2 separate regions of the Mus musculus genome follow, and region 1 is linked to region 2. The links are chromatin contacts, called in public HiChIP or PLAC-seq maps. All regions are on one chromosome and are shown on one strand. The core of a region is the stretch at or near the end of the contact, and the rest is flanking DNA. Distances in the headings are between cores, read along the strand shown. Region 1 holds the start of Cdc14b (CDC14 cell division cycle 14B). Region 2 overlaps Habp4 (hyaluronic acid binding protein 4).

Region 1 (3,452 bases), core at 222-2,721, 89 kb before region 2:
GAGAGAGAGAGAGAGAGAGAGAGAGAGAGAGAGAGAGAGAGAGAGAGAGAGAGAGAGGGAGGGAGAATCCAGTAAGGTGCCTGCAGTGGCTCACACCAGGAATCCCAGCACTGGAGAGGCAGATGCCATTTTCAGCCCAGTCTGGGCTGTGTAGTGGAACACTTTCTTCCATGTAATCCTATGGATTATAGTGGTGGTTAAAAAAAAAAAAAACAAACCAAAAAAAAAAAAACTTTTCATAAAATTTCTGATTGTGACATTTGGTGGCCCTTCTACTGTGAGTCCTTGGAACCGTGTGAAGGACTTTCTCTTCCTGGGCAAAAGTTTTTGCTAACACTACAGACATTTTAAATGTAAGGCCTTCGTTGATGTCCTATGGAAACCCGAAAGGTGAACAAGCAGGTTCTTAAGGGCCCCTGGCTAAGGAAAGCCAGTCCCATATCTTATCTTTTCCGAAGCAGCAGGCTTAAGGTAGGGCTTCAAAACAAAAGAAGCCTTCCCTAGGGGAAGGAACTTCGTGAAATCTGCATTTCTGAGAGGTTCTTTGGGGGAGGGGAGGAGGGACTGAAATTTATCCCTCTGACTCTTGACTTCCCTTTCAGACTAAATCGCTGTTGACTACAGTCCTGCCGATGGGGACTTTGGGACTACCGACTGCTTCCAGTCTCCTCGCCCAAGTAGATGCTACCGTGAAGCTGGGCTCTTCAAAATGGCAGCTATGGTCAAGTTCCAGAAAGATCTGATATCTTTTTAACCCAGTAGCAAAATATGGGGCGGTACCACTGCAGACCCAAAGGAGAAAAGGCCGTTTGCTCAGCTGGCCACATGCTCCAACACTTCGTGCTAAGTCGGACCGTGGCCACCTCGGCTACCCACAGCGAGAGCTAGCGCGCTCCTGGGTTCCGAGGTGAGGTGTCGGAAGGTTCAAACCACCGCGGTAAATCGCATCTCCAGGTGGTTTCACCGACGCTAAGAAGCCCTTATCGATCCGATCCGATCGGATAGGTGGGAAAACGGCGCTGGTCTGAACTTCTAAGTTCTGAGGTCCACTCTGCCTTGCGTCCACAGAGCTGAGGACCGTTTCAGCAGCCTACACACTCTCCTAGCAGGCGGCCATGACAAGGCTCCCTTGGCGCGAATTACAGGGGAGACCCAAGAAACACTTAAAAAAGAAAAAAATTCCATCTCAAAGATCCGAAGTGGAGTTATTAGGGTAGGGTTGTGCAGGAACTCGGAGACTCACTCGAGGAACTGGGGACTGAGGCGTCAACACCTGGACACAAGAGACAAAAGTTAGAGGGGTCCCACCAAGGGGGTCGCCAGCACGCTTTCTGCCCGATTGGCGGAAGCGCTCAGACTTTTCTTTATGGCGTCACCGAGTACCTGCCTGTAGGAAGGCTCCAGTTGCGTGACGTCACGCCGCACTGACCAATGAGCGGCCCGAGCCGGTAGGCCCCGAGGAGGGTTGTGGGCCCTTCTTTTTGTGAATGAAGCTCCACGGAACATCCCTCCTGGGGGTCCCCGGGAGCCGCGGCCCGCTGAGCTCGGACGCCACGGCAGCAGCGTCCCAGGGAGCGCGCGCTTTGCTCCAGCCACCGGCCAGCGCTGTGGGGCCCCCGGGTCGCGGGCGGCGGGAGACGCAGCGCGAGGACCCGGGCCGGGTTGCCGGGCCATGGTCGCGGTCCCCTGACGGGCCGCGACCGCCTCCATGAAGCGTAAGAGCGAGCGGCGCTCGGCTTGGGCCACCGCGCCCCCCTGCTCACGCCGCAGCTCGTCCTCCTCTCCCGGCGTGAAGAAGAGCCGCAGCTCCACGCCGCAGGAGCTGCACCGCCTGGAGCAGCAGGACGACCTGTACCTGGACATCACGGGTGAGCCCCGCCACACCCCCACGAGGCTCGCGCCTCCTCGAGCCTCTAGTCGCCCGTGCGCCCGCGGTAGCAACTTTACCGGAGATGGGCCGAGGGGTCACTCCTGCAAGTGAGTCCGGCCTCGGGAGCGGGGCGGCTCTGCCCTCGAACCCACCTCATCGCGGGATGAGCCGGCGCGGTTGTTCCCACGCGAGTCCGAGCCTCTGCTGAGTCCCGCTGGTCTTTGCTGTCCCGAGGGCCCAAAGCCTCGCTGAGCCTTAGCAACGCGTGGGATCCGGCCCGAGCCCCCGGCCGTCCGACACCCCCCCCCCGCCCCCCACGCTGTCGCGCCCTCTCAGGCCTCCTGAGGGATCTTTGCCCTCCCTCTCGTGCCTCCAGAAAGGTGTCACGTTGATGGCGTTTGAACCACCAAGCGTGCTAAGAGCTCAGAGGTGTCACTTTTGAGAAATCCCCGCCAGCCGGAGCGGGTAGAATAGCCGCTTTCGAGGGTGATTTTTTTTCTTGGTGTCTCAGTTCTTGAAGACGAAAGAAATCCGTTTTGGCAGCCGCTCGGTTTGCTGGGGTTGATAGAGAAGCCAGAGCTTTGCCTTCGTTGTACTGATGTACGTGGAAAAGCGTTGTCAGCTGCATAGCTGCCTGCGCGGTTGAAGGAAGGTGCCGCGTTTTCTGGGGCGGATGGTGTCCACCTCTTGGTGGGGTTTTTAGAAAAGGTTTCCAAGACTTGAACTTGGACTTTGCTAGGTGGGCTCTCGATTGGTGACATTTATTTATTTAGGAAGTGTTTAGACAAACAAATTTAGTAGAAAGTATATTCTAGATTAATGGGCAACTAGAAAGTAAGACCGGTTTTTAAAGGAAGCTGAGAGGAGAGGAAAGGGTTTTTTTTTTTAGCGTTTGAAGGAGGAAGACGAAGGACTTGTTTTAACTATAGCCCCTGACTAGTGTCTGCCCAGGTCTACCGGTGTGTGACCCTGAAGGAGGAGACACCCTTGCCCGGGTTCCTTCCAGAGACTTCGTGCTGGTTGAATCTGCACATTATTTCTGCTCTTTTTTTTGTATGGGGCAAACTTATTTTCGTATAGCTCTAAATTGTAAAGATACACAGAGTATACTGAGAAAACTTTGTGGCAAAGACAAAGAAGTGCCCCCTAAATGTAACAGATGTTGCCAAGTTCTCGTGAATCTTTCCAGAAATATCCTCCACTGGCACACATATGTATCTATTCTTTGCAAACCCATGCAGGATGGTATACGATTGATTTTTGCATTGCTCTGCACGGTACTTCATAGCAGAATGCTAGCCTCCAATTGATGTGTTCAAAATCTCATTTGATTTTAAATGCTTTGTAAGCCAAAGGGTGTGTGGCTTTAAAGGGTTAAACTATAAAAAATGTTTATGGATTTAAACGCGTTTATAGTTTTAAATGTTTTATGAACATTTTAGGCAGTTCTCTGTTGAATATTTAGGTGATTTTCAACAAGAAAAATTGTAAGGCTGGGTGTGGTAGCCCATGCCTTTAATTCTAGTACTTTGGAGGATCTTTGTGAATTCAAGGTCAGCCTTGTGTACTTAATGAGTTCTAG
Region 2 (3,285 bases), core at 99-2,598:
TTGGTGTGGCTGATCGGAAGCACAGGCTGAGAGTCCACCTCATGACAAGTCTGGGTGTCTGGAAGGGAAATCTGAGCTTAGGTCCTGTTTTGGGTGTACATCCATGCAGAATGAGTTTGCTAATAATGACTTTCTCTGCCTCTGTGACTTCTGTCTTCTCCAGAACACTCTGGCCATGGCCCATGTTACAAGCAAAAATTATAACCATTTCCCTCATTAAATCATCAAGGTGGCCCCTGGGCAAAAGCCTGTTGCAAGGGCATTTGCTGTGTGATGGTATGAGTCAAGGTTGCATTGCTTCAAGCTTTCCCAGTGTCATTCACACACTCAAAGGGCAATGAATGTTCTTAAGAGAAAGCTTGCTTCTACGACCTTCATGGAGCAGCCCTCACTGCCCCAGTGACTGTCATGACTAAAGTCGATGCAGGCTTCTTCGGTCAGATCATAGTACTCACGAGCAGTGTGCCAGCCCCAGAGAAAATGAATAAGGCAGTCATACCTTTATACTCATTCATTTAATAAACATGGGGTCAGAAGCAGGTGGTCACCCAAAGCAACATCCTCATCAACTTTGATGACTCAACCAAACCCCAAGAGTTCAGAGGGAATACAATACCAACCTTCATTTATACCTGGGTTCCAGTTCAGCACCATCTCAGACTTTGTGGCCAAGGCGGGTAGCACAGGTCTGGGGAGCAGGGTTCCATTGCAAGCACAACAGGCAAACCTCCCTTCCTAATCTCGACAGCTGCCCAACACCTTGGCTCGTCCCTCCCACATACAATGAATCTTCCCTAGTTTTGCCGGTGGGTGGGTGGCCGGCCCTAGGTCTCAAGCTGTTTGGGGTGATTGAGCCTCTGAGGTGGTCCCTAACCTTAAACCTCCACCAGAGGCCTTAAGAACAACACCGGAACTGGGGCCCAGCCGAGGGGAGGGCCCAGCCCATGTTCGCAGTCAGGAGATGTGACTGAGTTACAAGTCAGTCTGCTCAGAGTCCACAGTGCTGAATTCCAACACTAGTGTTGACGGGGGTTGGGGGGGAAATACAGGAAACCTTTTCATTTGATTATATTCAACAACCACCTGAACCCTAAGTCTGCTCACACATACTGAGGATGTGTGCACGCACAGACCACGAGGTAGTTTAAATCACTACTGAAAACCAGTACACTTCCTCTGCTTCAGAGTGGTTGTCCCTAGTGCACAATGTCTAAACCACAACTCAGGGATTTTCTCAGAATTGAGCAGTAGCAGGTGAATGGTATGAAAATTAGGGGTGGGACTGCTCTACATGAGCGGTTCTCCACGTGTCCTGAAATACTCAAGGACTTTTCTCGTCTTGTTTTTCAAGACTCACTCTGTAGACCAGGCTGGCCTTGAACTCGGGATCTGCCTGCCACTGCCTCCCAAGTGCTAGGTTTAAAGGCGTGCGCCACCACGCCCAGCAGTTCTATTTTCTAACTTACTTTACTTTGTACTTCTGTGCTGGGATTGTTAGAATCTATGTACACATTTTAAACATTATCCCTTACAAAAGTCTCTATCTGGGGAAAGGGCCTGACCTCATGGGAACTCCACAGAGCAAAAAAGTGCAATGACTTCACACGACACGGGAAAAGCAACATCTATTGTTCTTAGAGTCTGACTCTTCTCGCGGCAAGGAAAGTCTCTTCATAGTGCTGCTCTGCTGCAGGGGAGTGGCTGTTAGGCCAGGGCGGGGAAGTCCTCAGGGTCATCCGGGTTGGGAGCAACATCTTGGGTCTAAAAAAAAAAAAGAGAGAGAGAGAGGTCTTTATTCTTTACTTCTGTGCATTGGTGTTTTGTCTCGAGTGTACATCTGTGTGAAGGTGTTGGAACCTCTGGAACTAGAGTTACAGACAGTACACTGGTGTACATACTCATAAACCTAAAAAAGTAACTGTTTATTACATGCGAGGTACCCACCAAGGTAAGCAAAGGATGAAGTCACACAGCTTCTCACGGAGAGCTAGTGTTTTAGGTAAAGACATGAAGTGGGGAATTTAAGTCATAGAAGTCCAGTGTTAAGCAAGGTTTTTCTGGAAAGAGCTCTCTCTGCCATGAGCCTCAGCGTGACAGGCAGATGTGACACCCGTGGCCCGCCTGAGAGAATTGTGATTATGTCAGTAAAGTGACACTGTTCAAAATTGCTCCAGATCAGACTCTAGGAGGCAACCACAAAATCAGACCACTGTAGCCCAAAGCAGTTGCCCTCTCCTTCAGCAAGCCGTCAGGGATTTACAATACAGCCACTTACCACCACTTCTGCACGGGGGCCATAGTTCTCTGTTCTTCTCATTCTCCCTCGGCCTCCCCGGGTGCTGCCTCTGGCTCCCCGACCAGGGCGAGGGAGGTTACCAAAGTTAATCTCCAGCTGGGATGTGATGTCATTGGCAGCTTTCCGGAAGACGTGAGACTCATCCTCATAGTCCTCCTTCACCATCTGAAAGAGTTATAGGGTCAGACGGGCACAGGCGCAGCCATCTCCACAGATGCACATTTTTAATGTGCTGCCCTGGTGGTCTGTGTGACCCTGTGGACTAGGAAGACCCTGGATGTGTCCCAGCCCTGAACACTAAGACACTGTCTAACACAAGCAAAACAATACTTCAGACTGGCATGAAACTTTGGCGATCTTGCACTCAGGGTCCCAAGCACCGGGAATATATGCATCAGATCCTAGTTAGTCTATTCAGGTAGAAGTAAGTCCTGCTGGATGCGGTGGCTCGCGCCTTTAGTCCCAACATTTAGGAGACTGAGGTAGGTGAATCTCTGAGTTTATGAGTCCAGCTTGGTCTACAGAGTGAGTTCCAGGACAAGCAGGACTATACAGAGATACCCCGTCTTGAAAAAACAAAACCACAAAAGATTTGGCTCATGCTTTTTAAGAACAATCCCTGGCTAAATTCTGCAATGACCAGAAGATTAACATAAAGACATTCACTTTATTGAAACCAAACTAATGAAGCTCGGTGACTCAGCTAACTTGGTTACCTCAAATATTCCAATAGATCTCTGGAGCCAGGAAGATGGATCTGATGTGGTTTGAGGAACTGGCTTCTATTTTTACCTGTTTCCCAGCCTGATGGCACAGTGGTTTCACAGGAAGCTTTATCCTGTCTCTGGTGGAACATCCCAAAACGTGTTAGTAATGTGTCTTAGACTTTGAACTGACCAAATAGAGGACAGTGAGTATGCTGTGTCACCAGTCATGACTGACCAAAGTGCACCTGGAAACTGCCATGATGTGGATCTCAAAGGACCCAT

The links. HiChIP or PLAC-seq counts read pairs in DNA pulled down with a chosen protein or histone mark.
Region 1: a contact with region 2 is called in an H3K4me3 HiChIP or PLAC-seq map of embryonic stem cells, with 63 read pairs. The contact joins the promoter of Cdc14b here to the enhancer-like site in region 2. A contact is called at or near these places in 3 of 39 promoter capture datasets (the HPC-7 cell line, embryonic stem cells and liver), 2 of 484 Hi-C or Micro-C datasets (the STO cell line and embryonic stem cells), 9 of 115 datasets of contacts at active chromatin or transcription factors (the NIH/3T3 cell line, bone marrow-derived macrophages, embryonic forebrain and 2 more) and 4 of 9 other capture datasets (adipose tissue, embryonic stem cells, liver and 1 more).

The regions. Positions count from the first base shown.
Region 1 is chr13:64,273,007-64,276,458 of GRCm38.p6, reverse strand. Cdc14b (CDC14 cell division cycle 14B) reads left to right here and starts at 1,471. Exons shown (of 14, transcript NM_172587.3): 1 at 1,471-1,868. The coding sequence starts at 1,709.
Region 2 is chr13:64,183,749-64,187,033 of GRCm38.p6, reverse strand. It overlaps Habp4 (hyaluronic acid binding protein 4), which reads right to left. Exons shown (of 8, transcript NM_019986.3): 7 at 2,276-2,461; 8 at 497-1,761. The coding sequence ends at 1,705. Among named protein-coding and RNA genes, the nearest start is that of Habp4, 24 kb to the right of the region's middle. Within about 2 kb of position 1,348, at least 16 of the 459 cell types and tissues checked have an H3K27ac peak or open chromatin away from gene starts, as enhancers often do. A contact at or near this core is called in embryonic stem cells, where this site is marked.